Linked DNA regions of Mus musculus: region 2 is linked to region 1. A link is a contact called in public HiChIP or PLAC-seq data. All regions are on one chromosome and are shown on one strand. Each heading gives the region's core, a stretch centred on a gene start, on an enhancer-like site or on the middle of the called end of the contact. The rest is flanking DNA. Distances are from core to core; before and after follow the strand shown. Region 1 overlaps Bfsp1 (beaded filament structural protein 1, in lens-CP94). Region 2 holds the start of Smim26 (small integral membrane protein 26).

Region 1 (6,636 bases), core at 2,971-5,470:
ATTACTTTCTATCGGCCTCTTTATAGTCCTGACCAACCTCCCCTCTGTTTTCTTTCGAGTCTGTCTTGCTCTGTAACCCAGGCTGGCCTGGAGCTTTTTACTCATCCTGGCTTGGGCTCCTGAGTGTTGGGATTGTAGACATGGCTTCCACATTCCCAATGCTTCACAAATAGGGACTTGAATCCAGCAGAAATGTGCAGAGGCTACGAATGGTGTTTCTGCTGTACCCAGCTGTGGTTGCAGTCCCTCTAGCTCTGAAAGAGCTCCTGCTTTATATTCCTGACAGAGCTTGCTGCCTCAGCCTTCGTTCTTGGTTCCTGTTTTGTTTCTCTGCTCGGTGTGTAGTGAGTCTGGTTGTGGTTGATTTGCATCCTCCAGTAGCTAATGATGCTAGGTATCGTTGTCTGATTTAGCGGCTGTCAATCAGTTTTCTTTGTTAATGTATCTGCTCTCCTCTTTTGCCTGTGTCTTAAAGTTGGGATGTACCTAAGCCTGTCTGATTTGCTATAATACAGTGCCATATGCTGAATAATTTATAAAGTACAGAAATTAGTTTCACACAGTCTGGAGTTTGGGAAGTCCAAGATCAAAGAACTAGCTTCTGGTTTGGGGCTGTCTTGGGCTGCCTTTCTTGGAAGGTGGGAAGGAAAAAAATGGGCAAATTCCTCATCCTCACATGTCAGAGGAACCGAAAAGGAGAAGCCCCTCCCACGAGCTTCTTCATAGAGGCACCAATCCATTCCCAGGACAAGAACCTTCAACTAGGCCCCATTCTCAACTCTGCTGTGTTGGGGATTCATCTGCGAGGCATCCCCACTGTTTGCTTTCTTCTTCTCTTTAGCATTTTGGTCATGAAGTTGAAACTTGAAGACATTTCATTTTCAAAGGCCAGCTCTGCTCATGACTGTGGGCCTCTGGCAGGCGTGAGAGATGTAAAATCTTTTTCTCAGTCTAAAACTCCCATTTAGATGACGGCTGCTGCACGTGGGAACTTATAACAACCCTCATTACCTGCGTCGGGTCTGCACAAGGCTGTGCTGGTCAACATAGTTATGCATGGTGTGGGGTCATGGGTGTCTAGTCTTCCCCTAAGAGCTATTGGCTGTTGATGGCAGGGGTGGGTGATACTTATTGTCTTGGTGTCCATCTGTGCACAGGAAAGATGGAGGCATAGATTTAGAAAGCTTCCTGCCCTGTTTGTTGTGAATCTCAGCTCCAGAGTTCTGCACACTGCTTAGTTTGCAAAGGTTTCTTACATCAACTCTCACATGTTTTATTTCTGGAAATTTGTGGAAGTCACCTTTGCACAAATGAACAGTTAGCGTTTGAATGTAAAATGTCTCTTACAGGCTCATGTGTTTGAATGCTTAGTCCCTAGTTGGTGGCTTACTTTTGGAAGGCTATGGAACCTCTAGCAGGTAGAGCCTAGCTGGGGGAAGTGAACCAGGCCTTAAAGGTTTCAGACTGGTCAGTTGGCCTCGTGTTGTGAGCCTGTGGCAGTGTGGCACATCATGGAAGGAGCAGAACAAGAAAGAGAAAGGGGGTTTGGGACCCAGAATCTCCTTCAAGGGTATAACACCCCTGCTTGTTCCCACTAGTGTAGGGTTATGGGTCCTGTGTCTGCTCTGCCACAGGGCATGGCCGCTGGAGAGGCAGGACTCGGGAGGTCGACTGCGCTTAGCCCACTCTGTCGCTGGGTAGGTGTTGGGCTGTAGGGAAGTCCCAGGACACTGCTCTGGATGTAGGGAAGCACAGTCTGAGGCAGGGACAGCTGGAGCTGCCTTGGGGTCCCCGAGCCTGCGACAAGGCTGGGGCCCGTCTGGTTTTTAGGCTCTGGCGGCCAGGCATTGCTGGAAGATGAAGGAGGGCTGAGAATGGAGTCGGGGCCCACAGGCTAGGTCTAGCCCAGGGAAAAAGGGGATGCTCAGGCTGGTCCCAAGGGAGAGTCCTTGGCTTGATGGGTGGCAGTCTTAGGCCAGGCTTGGTCATTGAGGCTAGGAGCACAGAATGGCCTTCTACGGGAGATTAGACGGTGGCTCTATAGGCCAAAGCCTTCTCCTTGGCTCCCCATGGTGGATCCCGAAGAAAAGAGAGTCCATGTTTTTAAGATATTTATTGTCATAAATAAAAAGTGGATGAGTAAAACCATACTCTACTTCTCAGGGCGGGCCTGAGGTTAAACAACTTTTGTAGGGAGGAGTGTCTGGGAAGGAAAGTGAATTGGCTAAGCCCTCCAGTCCTCTAGGTACCTCATTAAAATGGAGATCTGTCTTGAACCTATGTGACCACAGGTCACGTCCTCTATAAGTAGAGGGGCTTGGGGCATTGCCCTTACATGACCTATGGCCATAAATCTATTAGGAGCTATGACAAGTGACAGGGGCCTGGTGCCCAGTAACCGGTGAAATACCTACCTTCCCTTCAGGGTCTCTGGGGTTTCAAGCCTTAGCTCAACCGGGGACCAGGCTACCTTTCACGGTCCCACACACTAGGACCCCCTTCTAAAGGCTTCACCCTCTTTCCACAATTCTATATGATAATGACCAAGCCTTCAACACACGAACCCTGGAGATCTACACTATAGCAGTTCCTTGTGAGGTATTGGTGGGCAGGGGCTGCCTTCTGTATGTGGCTTGAACATGGAAAGCACTTGGTATAGACTCAGGTTTGGGTTTCTAGGGTTTTGAGGCAGTGTCCTCTGTGTTGCAGGCAGGGCTCCTGAACAGTTAGCCTTTAAGAATCACTGGTATTTTTGAATAGGTGGAGAGGCAAGCCATGACAGATTGTGGACAGGCTGGAAGGGGGTTTCCTTCTGGACTGCCCCACTGATCATCAGTGTCTCGGCTTCATCAGGCCTCTTCTTGCCTTTCACCTTTTGGGGCTAGATGGTTTCTGCTTGGCACTGTGGCATAGCTGATGGCTCAGAGAACAAAATGATTTTCATCTTCATAGGCACAGAACCCTTAGCCAAATGAGCATCTGCATTCCACAGTGGTCTTTTCACAAAAGGGAAAACGGAGGCTTTGAAAGTCAAATATCTGTCTGGCTAGCCAGTCTGTGGCACAAATAGGTCTATGCTTGGCTCTCTTGCTCTTTGTTGTCTGAGCTTTTCCTCTTGAGCAGTTAATGGTTCAGACAGTGGCCACTGTGGGCCTGTTTGGGTCAGCTTGGGCAGTTGGAACAGGACTCCTTAGTTTATTGCTCAGAGCTCTGGAGACTGGAAGTCCAAGATCAAGGTGCTGGCAGAATTGGTACCTGTTGCAGATTCTTCCTCACTGTGTGCCATGTGGTGGTGGTTGGGGGACAGGGGTAGGTCTCCGTTACCTCTTCGTCTTCTCATTAGCACTAAGTCCTAACGGAGCTCCGTTTTCATGACCCTAATCACCTTCCATAGGTTTCCACTCACCAATGCCTTAGCAGATCGGGGATTGGCACATGAGCTTGGGGGGATACAAAGAAGGGTTCTTACTCCTTCATTGTCTCTTTTATCTTTGCACTTCTTTGTCTGAATCTCAGTCTGGCCTCCTCATGCAGGAGAAGCTGTTCACAGAACGGGAAGTGGCTGCCCTGCAGAACCAGCTGGAGGAGGGCCGAGAGGCAGTCACCCACCTGCAGGCACAGAAAGCTGAGCTGCAGGCCCAGGTATGATCCATCTTCGGCGTATCTTATTGAACCGACACATGAAGGCAGAGGTGTCCAGTTCTGTGGTGTACAGACTCAGCACACCCGTGTGCCCTGCACCACAGCATTCTGAGCAGGGGAACAAACACCTTGCTTTGCCCTGGGCTGAGATTTCCCGGAATGTGTGTTTTAGCATTCTGCTAAGAAGAGTTCTGGGACATAGGATGACAGGGATGGAGACAGGGACACGTGGACACCCAGCCTCATGGTGGCTCTTCTCTTGTCTCCATTGAGTCACATCTCTTCTACCAAGGAAAATAACACATCTCATCATGGATCACTTTGCCTTTGTCAAGCCTGTTAACATTTAGAAAACACACACACACACACACACACACACACACACACCAGGGTTTTAACCACATATTCACTCAAATCTGGGCATCCCTGTTTTTCCTCTCCCTGTGGTCTCTCCTTTGGAATTGATGATGGTCTGGGAAGAGTGCCCGCAGGGAGGCAGGAGGCTGGCTTGTACCAGTGTTCGCCTCTCATGAGATGTCTGCTAGTGTGAGGCTCACAGTTCTGTTTCCTTTTAAGTTGTGGGTTTCATGGTTCACAGCCCTGACTGCTTCACACGCTCTCATTTCCATGCAGATGGGCACAGAGACGTTGAATGTCGGGCTTAAATGCTGCCCTTCCTACAGCTGGGTAACCACACATCCCAAACCAATCAATTGGCATTTAGTAGACAGGTACCCTCAAGGAACAAACGAGAAAAAGATCTAAAATTCTGACTGTAAAACCCGGGGCATCTGGGTTGTCATGACACTCAGGGCCTACTGTTCAGAGTCCAGGGCATCAGGAAAAACTTAACTGGATTCTCATTTAATCACCATTTCTGACATCCTGTTTTCCATCCCCACTGGGCCCCTCATAAAGCTCTCACTGTGCAGCAGTCCCAGAAGACAATGCTACAACAAGGGGGCAACAAGGAACAGTGGTTGCCCCCTGAGTGAAAGATCACAGGAGAGAAATTGAGTCAGGCCTTAAAAATGCCTTCTTCCCAGGACATAACCATGCCTCAGGGACTAGATACTTCTCAGTGACCGTGGTTTCTTTTGAGGGAGGGAGGGGAGTGGAGAAGGGAGAGATGGAGAAATGTTTATGTAGAGAATGTGGTGTGTGTGTGTGATATGTATATAGTGTGTGTGGTGTATGTCGTATATGTGTATATAAGGTCTGTGGGTAGTGTGTGAGTATATGAGGTGATTTGAGTGTATTTGCTGTGTATGTATGTAGAGTATATTGTAAAGTGTGTATGATATGTATATTGCATGCATGTGTAATGTGAAGGGTGCGTGGGCTCTGCATGTGTGCATGTATGTGTATATACATGTGTATATGTGGGGTGTGTAATGTCAGGTATATGTGTGGCGTGTGATGTTCATATGAAGTATGACTTATTCATCTATCTGTGTAGGGCATATGTGCATGCACGTGGGATGTGTGTATGGTGTAAGTGTTTTACATGTGACTGAGGAAGTGGGTGTAGGCCCAGTCCCGGTTCTGGAGACTGTGGTTTTCAAATTGTTCCTTGAAATTCACCAGGTGTAAAATGAATTCAGTAGAATTGACTGGTACAAAAAAGGAAGAAAGCAGGCTGGAGAGATGGCTCAGGGGTTAAGAGCACTGGCTGCTTTTCCAGAGGTCCTGAGTTCAATTCCCAGCAACCACATGGTGGCTCACAACCATCGGTAGTGGGATCTGATGCCCTCTTCTGGTGTGTCTGAAGATAGTGACAGTGTGTTCATATACGTACAGTAAATACATAAGTCTTTATAAAAAATTAGAAGAAAGCAACACAATGGCGCTGGGAATAAGAAGTAACAGAATGCATGGCAGTGAGAAGTATACAAAGTTTATCCTGGAAAACTTTTGTCTTAAATGTATCTGTATATTTTTGACTACACATGTATTTGCTCAAATGCACACATATGATGTGGCCTATGGTGTGAACTATGTCACTTCCTGTGGTCTGGGTGACAAAGTTGAAAAACACAGCCCTAGATACTAAAAAGATCAAGGCCCTAGCCTCACATGGAAAATTTTAGTTCTGCGGGGGGGGGGGAGGGGGGAGACTGTTTGTCTTTCTTTGTGTGCACACATATTTTTGATGGCTATAAAACCATGATATGTATAGGAAGTGTGTGATCTATTGATGTAGGGTACATGTGCCTGCATGTGGGATGTGTGTATTGTGCATGTGTGCATGGGACTGAGGAAGCAGGTGCAGGCCTGTTATGGTCCTGGAAACCCATGTTTTTCAAACTCTTAGTTATAGTTCATTGGGTGGGAAACAACAGGCTTGGCCTGGTTTCTGAGTACATGAGGTATAACTGTTGGGTCAGGTCCTGTTCTCAGCCTCTGACACTACTGAGACTTAGCAGTTTATCTCTGTGTCTAAGGTAGGGTCTCACTTTCTCCTCTAGGTTCCCTTCCCTGTCCCTAGATTTTATTAGTCTGGTGAAGTTTGTGGATCCTTTCTCATAAAATGTTGTTGAAGGCAAAAAAAATTATTCAAAGCAAGCCAATTCTATAAAGATAGTTATCCATATGTTATCCAGTGTCCTTGACTCGAGGGGTCATGTCTGGATGAATCTGCAGCAAGCTGAAGTAACCTGAGGTGCACATGGCTTTTATATGGCCCACTTATCTATTACACACCCCAACCTTACAGCACAGCACCCTGTCGAGTGTAGGGTGTGTCCTGGCTGATACAGTCATGGCTTGCTGCCACACCACTGCTATGCACGAAGGCAAAATGCAAACAGGAAGCATGGCCTCTACAGAAAGCACAGTGCTTCCACACTGTGGTCAAGTGGACCAGTGCACGTCCATGATGCTCTGCAGGGCATGTACAGTCGCTTGTCAGTATCCAAGGGGGATTAGTCTTCACAACCCCACAGGTACTGAAAATCACACTTGCTCAAGACTCCAAAGTGCTTAGTGCTTGTA
Region 2 (6,372 bases), core at 3,476-5,975, 750 kb before region 1:
ATTAAAGCTCAGATTCTTTTAGAGTGAGCATTTAAGCAAAAAAAAAAAAAAAATTCCTCGGTTGACATACTTCAGTTAATAAGCACAGTTAGGCTAAAGCAATTACAGAAGTCAAAAGGCAAGCTTAGTGCATTTGATAGATTCGGTCTTCCTTTTCACTCTGGCAAGTGGTACTATCTACATACTGAGTTTTATGGAGTCAGTTGTGCTAAGGACTGGGAGCCTTTTATATTATGCTTAAATATTAAATAGTGAATGCAAAATTGCATGAGTTAAATTGTCAAGGATACCACCAGCAGCAGCAGCAGCAAGATCAATGGGTGTCAGTCACATGCTTCCTGATATTGAAGGATACAGTGGTAATTCTGCAACAACAAAACTTAACCTGGGGCTAGAAGTGTAGCTCAGTGGAACATAGTACTTAGCTACCATGTAGGAAGCCCTAGGTTCAGCCCTTAGCATCATATAAGCCAGGGATGGCAACACTTACCTGGAATCCCAGCGCTCAGGAGGTAGAGAGGCAGGAGCATCAGTTCAAGGGTGGAACTGTACAATCGAAATGCAAACTGCACTGCAGGAGACTCTGCATCTAATTGTTTAAAAAACCTAAATCAGGAACATTCTATCAAGTAGTCAGTTTTTCACATCCAGGGAAAAAAGTCTGGCTCAATGGGTAAAGGCACTCCCTGGGGGCTGGAGTGATGGCTCAGTAGTTAAGAGCACTGGCTGCTCTTCCAGAGGTCCTGAGTTCAATTCCCAGCAACCACATGGTAGCTCACAACCATTTGTAATGGGATCCAACGCCCTCTTCTGGTGTGTCTGAAGACTGCTGAAGTGTGCTCACATATAATAAATAAATAAATCTTTTTTTAAAAAAGAAAAAGAAAAGGCACTTGCTGCCTTTAATGACCTGAGTTTGATCCCCAGACCTCTCCCTGACATCACTAAATGTCCTCTGAGCTCCACATGCACCCTATATCACATGCAAATGCATGTTCACAGACGTGCACACAAAATAAATAAAATGGGAGAAGACTGTATTATGCATGAACTTTGGTACATCCTGGCCAGGAAAAAAAGAAAAGGGAGAAAGTTATTAGTAGGATAACAATAACTCCCTTTGAGTTGGTATGAGCCCACTGATCCAGCAAAGCACTGTTTATAATTGTGGTTTCATTACAAATGATTCATATTTGATTAAAGACCTTTCTCTAAATAACTGATCTACAATATTATTAATTTGGTTCTTCCTAATTAAAAAAGAAAAAAAAATTAGTTTGCTCTAAGTAGTTTCTACCAGAAAAGGAAATCAGACACCCCCAGACTGAAGTTAGAGATTGTTGTGAGCCCCCATGTGGGTGCTGGGAATTGAACCCAGGTCCTCTAGAAGAGCAGACAGTGCTCTTAACCATTGAGCCATCTTTCCAGCCCCTTATGCTCTTACAGTATTCTATTGCCCCATGAGAGTAGAAGTCTAGCAGTTTATCCTAGACTTCTGTCCTGCTCTGTCCTGCCAGACGCCCCACTCCCTTAGCTCTCGCCCTTCCGTGTCTGTAAAATCTCTAAAGATGGGAGATGTTTTGTAAGGTACCTGCTGCTGGTTTCCTGAGTGCTGAGGACTTAACCAGTGCTCTGTTTACACTCAGAGAGCATTCTACTAGAGGCCCCCTCAGCTCACCCACCTCTCCCATGCTTCCCTTCCTGTCTTAGGCTGATTCTTGCTCATTCAGCTCGATGCCTACCACACTGTTCTAATATAAATATATTCAATTAGTATCAACTGGCTCTTGGCCTGGGAAAAAAATATCTCAACCGTTGGGATTCTTATCCTACCATCCACCCCTATGCCTTGCAGTGTCTCAAATATCTATGAGTGAAAACCACTACTCAGCTGGGCGTGGTGGCCCACGCCTTTAATCCCAGCACTTGGGAGGCAGAGGCAGGCGAATTTCTGAGTTCGAGGCCAGCCTGGTCTACAGAGTGAGTTCCAGGACAGCCAGGGCTACACAGAGAAACCCTGTCTCGAAAAACCAGGGGGGGGGGAAACCCACTACTCAAGAGTGTGGGTATGGTGGCACGTGCCTTTAATTCCAGCACTTAGAAGAGAAGCAGAGCTTTTTGAAGCCAGCCTGATCTAAATACACATAGAGTTCCAGGACAGCCAGGGCTACATAGAAAAAGACTCTATCTCAAAGACACCAAAAAACAAAACAAAAACAAACAAACAAACAAAAACATTACATAAGGGTAGAGAGACGGCTGGCTCAGTGGTTCCGAGGTTCAATTCCCAGCACCCACATGGCAGCTCACTAGCTGTGATTCCAGTTCCAGAGGATTTGACAACCTCTTCTGATCTCTTTGGACACCAGTTAATCATGGCAAGCACGGACATACTCGTTCAGGCAAAAGTCCCAAAGAACAGGCCAAGTCTATCTAACTTCTAAGTTCTAATAGTCTAATTCCATAATAAGAAGTTATTATGTTATCCAGTACTCACGGGTGTCTGGTGGAGGGCTGCTTTGAATGCCCCATGAGACTGTACTCAATCTAACCTTACTGGGACAACTAAAGTACTATCTAATAGTAGCATGAAAATTAAGTTACATAAGCTATATGCCAGAAATTTAACTTACAGAAGCTGAATGTAATTTTCATTATCAGGGCCAGAGAAATCATTCCGTAAGTCACTGTGCTTGATGTTTGACAACACGAGTTTGGGTCCAACATAAAAACCCTGATGCAGAGGCATGTATTAACCCCAGCATTCCTAAAACAGAGGCCAAGAGAATCTCCTGAAAGCTTGCAGTACAACTAGCCTGGGGAACACAGCACAGCAGCAAAGAGAGATCCTCTTTCAAACAAAGTAGAAAGTTTAAGACTAGGATGAACATTTAAAGTTGGCCTCTGACCTCCACACTCATGTGTGGCATGCTCCTGCCCTCAGGTACAAACGTGTGCACATACTTTTTTTTTTTTCTTAAGATTTGCTTATATTGTTTTTAATGACATTCAGGTGTGTACATCTTCGAACAGAAACATGCACTGGAGTGCAGGTGCCCACGAGGGCCAAAGGCATCAGATACCAGTCTATGACTGTGCAAGATGACGGTGCTGAGAGCTGAACTCTGGTCCTCTGGAAGAGCAGCAAGTCCTCTTAACTGCTGAGCTAGTTCTCCAGACCCTAAGTAGATTTTTAAGAACTGAAATTTCAGAGCCTGTGAGATGGTTCAGCAAGTGCCTGATGACTTGAGTTTGATCCACACGGTGGAAGGAGACTCCTGGAAACTGTCCTCTGACCTCCATTCACACATGCAACATACACACATGCATCCGTGTGTGCTTTCTATCAGCTTTTCAGCCATGTGGACAGAGAAGACTACCTCTTGAATTATGTGTTCAGTACCTTCAAGAAGACACTGGTTGCACATTATTAATGCTTATATTTTATTAAATTAAATTAAATACATGAAATGGAAATCAAGGCATCTATCAAATACTGAGCCAAGTCCTTGTTTGCAGAATTCAGCAGCTGTTCACGCTTGCGGGCCAGGCCCACCAGTCCATGACTTCAGATAGGTCAGGAACCTTTGAGTGGCTGGGACAGAATTTTCTGAATACTTTAAAAATGATTTCACATAAAACCCTCCACCAAGCTCGACCGTTTCCGTTTCTAAATCAGAGTCTTCACTTGTAGAAAAAGGTGTTTCATTCCTTGAGCCATCCTCTTGACCTTCTTCACAGTCTTAAAGAAAAGAAAAGAACCTGAAATTATTAACTTAGACATCAGTCCTTAAAGCCTTGGACATAATAAACCAAAGTATGATTATGCCATCAGATGTCTATTGTTGTTATCTTTCTCCAAAAAGAAAAGGCAGAGAGAAAAAGAACAACCATGATGACCGTGTGAACTTTCAAACCACCTTCATGTCCAAGAATTTCCAGCAGTTTTTAACACCATGGCTTTATTGACATATACCTAACATACATTCAAACTCCTATTACAAGGTACAACTCAATGGTGTTTAGTCTATTCGGCTTGGGCAACCAGCACCGCAACCGATTTTAGAGGGACTTTCAGCCACTCAGAGTCACCTTCCATCCTCTCTATCACTCTGGTCTCAAGCGATTACACCAACTGACTTTCCAGTACCTTTGATTTCCAGCATGTTATTTGAAAGTTCAGGGAGTTTCACGCAACAACTGGGATAATTTTAATACTCCTTGGTTGCTGTTAAGACCTGAAACTGCTTGCTCGCCGCATGCGACAGTTTCAAGGAAATGAGCAGCACCCGGACTACTGTCCGAGGCTCTAGAATCCACCTAGCACGACACGGGTGAATTCACAAATTCTAGCTGAACATGTGGACAGACTTAGTCAATCAATAAATAAGGTTCAGATGATAATACTTATTAGCTCCTGGAGTCTTGCTCTTTGCAGAGTCCATCACCGCAAATTATCTAAGTACCCGCTTGCAGCAGTTTTGCTTAGTACCCCGGAGTTCAAGTACAGAAAGTCGCTTCGGTGACCAGGGGCAATGGGCGGGAAGCGGCGGCTGCAAGGACTGTCTTGCCAGGAAACCCTACCTGATACTTTCTGTTTCCGTGAAAGGAAAAACGCCGAGCCCAGCAGGGACCAGGCGCCAAGTGCGTAGACAAGGGACATTCGCCGGTACCAGAGAGAGGCCTTTTCAGCTCGCATGGCTCCATAGGAGAGGAGGAAGTCCTTCCAGATGTCTGCAACAACCAATAGGTCCTAAGCTACGTCCTACTCCGGCCGCGATGCATTTTGGGACTCGTAGTCCATAGTTAATCCCGGCAAGGACGAAGATTTTCATCAAGGAGACCATAGGTTAGGCGCTCAGCTGGCAGCTGACAACTGCACTGTGTACTATATGCTGGGGAGCAGATGGTGACTTGAAAATTCCTCACTTGCAAAGGTGTAATACCTGCCCTCCATTTGTCAGACAGTATTTGAAATGGTGTTTGCAACTCGCTTCTTTCCTATATACTTTTCTGGAACTCTAGGTTCAATTCTTTGAGGCTTCCTTGGTCCTTTCCCAATTACACCCTGTCGCCCACCATTCTGTCTTATCACCCTATTGGCTTTTATTCTTCCTCATAAAAAGGTGCAAGCCGGGCGTGGTGGCGCACGCCTTTAATCCCAGCACTCCGGAGGCAGAGGCAGGTGGATTTCTGAGTTCGAGGCCAGCCTGGTTTACAAAGTGAGTTCCAGGACAGCCAGGGCTATACAGAGAAACCCTGTCTTGGAAAACCAAAAATAAATAAATAGGTGCACACATCTTTAAAAAATAAAAATAAAAGCCTTAGATTCCATCGACCGCTTGTCTTAAAAAAAAAAAAAGATTTGTTTATTTATTTACTTTATGTGTGTGAATACACTGTAGCTGTACAGATGGTTGTGAGCCTTCATGTGGTTGTTGGGAATTGAATGTTAGGACCTCTGCTCACTCCAGTCGGCCGCTTGCTCCGGCCCAAAGATTTATTTATAAGTACACTGTAGCTGTCTTCTGATGCACCAGAAGAGGGCGTCAGATCTCATTACCAGTGGTTGTGAGCCACCACGTGGTTGCTGGGATTTGAACTCAAGGACCTTCAGAAGAGCAGTCAGTTCTCTTACCCACGGAGCCATCTTGCCAGGTCCAACCGCTTGTCCTATTCATACACTTCTTCCAAGAATAATTTGTCTGCACACCAGTAAACTAGACAATCTGCGAGCAAGCCTGAGGTGTTTCCCCAGAGAGGGCCGGGTAACCTACTTTGGCTATTTCAGCCTTCCTCGAACTTGACTTCTAAAGCAACTGACGCTACTGACCCTGCATGCTTCTCTGGTGGGTTCAAAACATTTTCTCTGTTATCTTTCCTTTTACATTTGTGTTTACCCTACAGAAATATATACCTGTATAACATTTAACTCAAAAGGGACTGTGTGTTTAAATATAAAAGCTCAAGTTATAAACCTAAAAGCAACCACATGCACACCTAAAAATCCTTGCCAACCTGGAATAGGCAAAGATTTCTTTGGGTATGAGAAACCACAGAAGGGAAGCTGATAACTGGACCTAAAACTCCCAGTTGAGGAAAATGGAAAATTTTAAAGTCAGAGGTTGACATCAGCCATCTTCCTTACTCACACTCCACCGAATTTTGTGACAAGACCGCTCACCTGTAGCTCGCTGACTCAGCTAGACTGGGGACCGGCCAGCTCCAGGGGCCCACTCCCCAGGACTGGGGCTACAGGTGCTCACCTCTGTGCCTGGCTTTTCATGAGGATGCTGGGGATCAGAACTCAGGTCTTCCTATTTGTAGATCAAACACTGTATCTACTGAGCCATCCTCCCAGCCCAGTTGAGC

The links. HiChIP or PLAC-seq counts read pairs in DNA pulled down with a chosen protein or histone mark.
Region 2: an H3K27ac HiChIP or PLAC-seq map of large pre-B cells shows a contact between it and region 1, with 4 times the contacts expected there. The contact joins the promoter of Smim26 here to the enhancer-like site in region 1. A contact is called at or near these places in 2 of 39 promoter capture datasets (embryonic stem cells and pre-B cells), 2 of 115 datasets of contacts at active chromatin or transcription factors (craniofacial prominence and large pre-B cells) and 1 of 9 other capture datasets (liver).

Annotation. Positions count from the first base shown.
Region 1 is chr2:143,838,680-143,845,315 of GRCm38.p6, reverse strand. Bfsp1 (beaded filament structural protein 1, in lens-CP94) reads left to right here. Exons shown (of 8, transcript NM_009751.2): 5 at 3,535-3,642. Among named protein-coding and RNA genes, the nearest start is that of Bfsp1, 21 kb to the left of the region's middle. Within about 2 kb of position 4,220, at least 31 of the 459 cell types and tissues checked have an H3K27ac peak or open chromatin away from gene starts, as enhancers often do. A contact at or near this core is called in pre-B cells, where this site is marked.
Region 2 is chr2:144,592,418-144,598,789 of GRCm38.p6, reverse strand. Smim26 (small integral membrane protein 26) reads right to left here and starts at 4,725. Exons shown (of 2, transcript NM_001033297.3): 1 at 4,585-4,725; 2 at 3,424-3,742. The coding sequence starts at 4,699. The coding sequence ends at 3,534.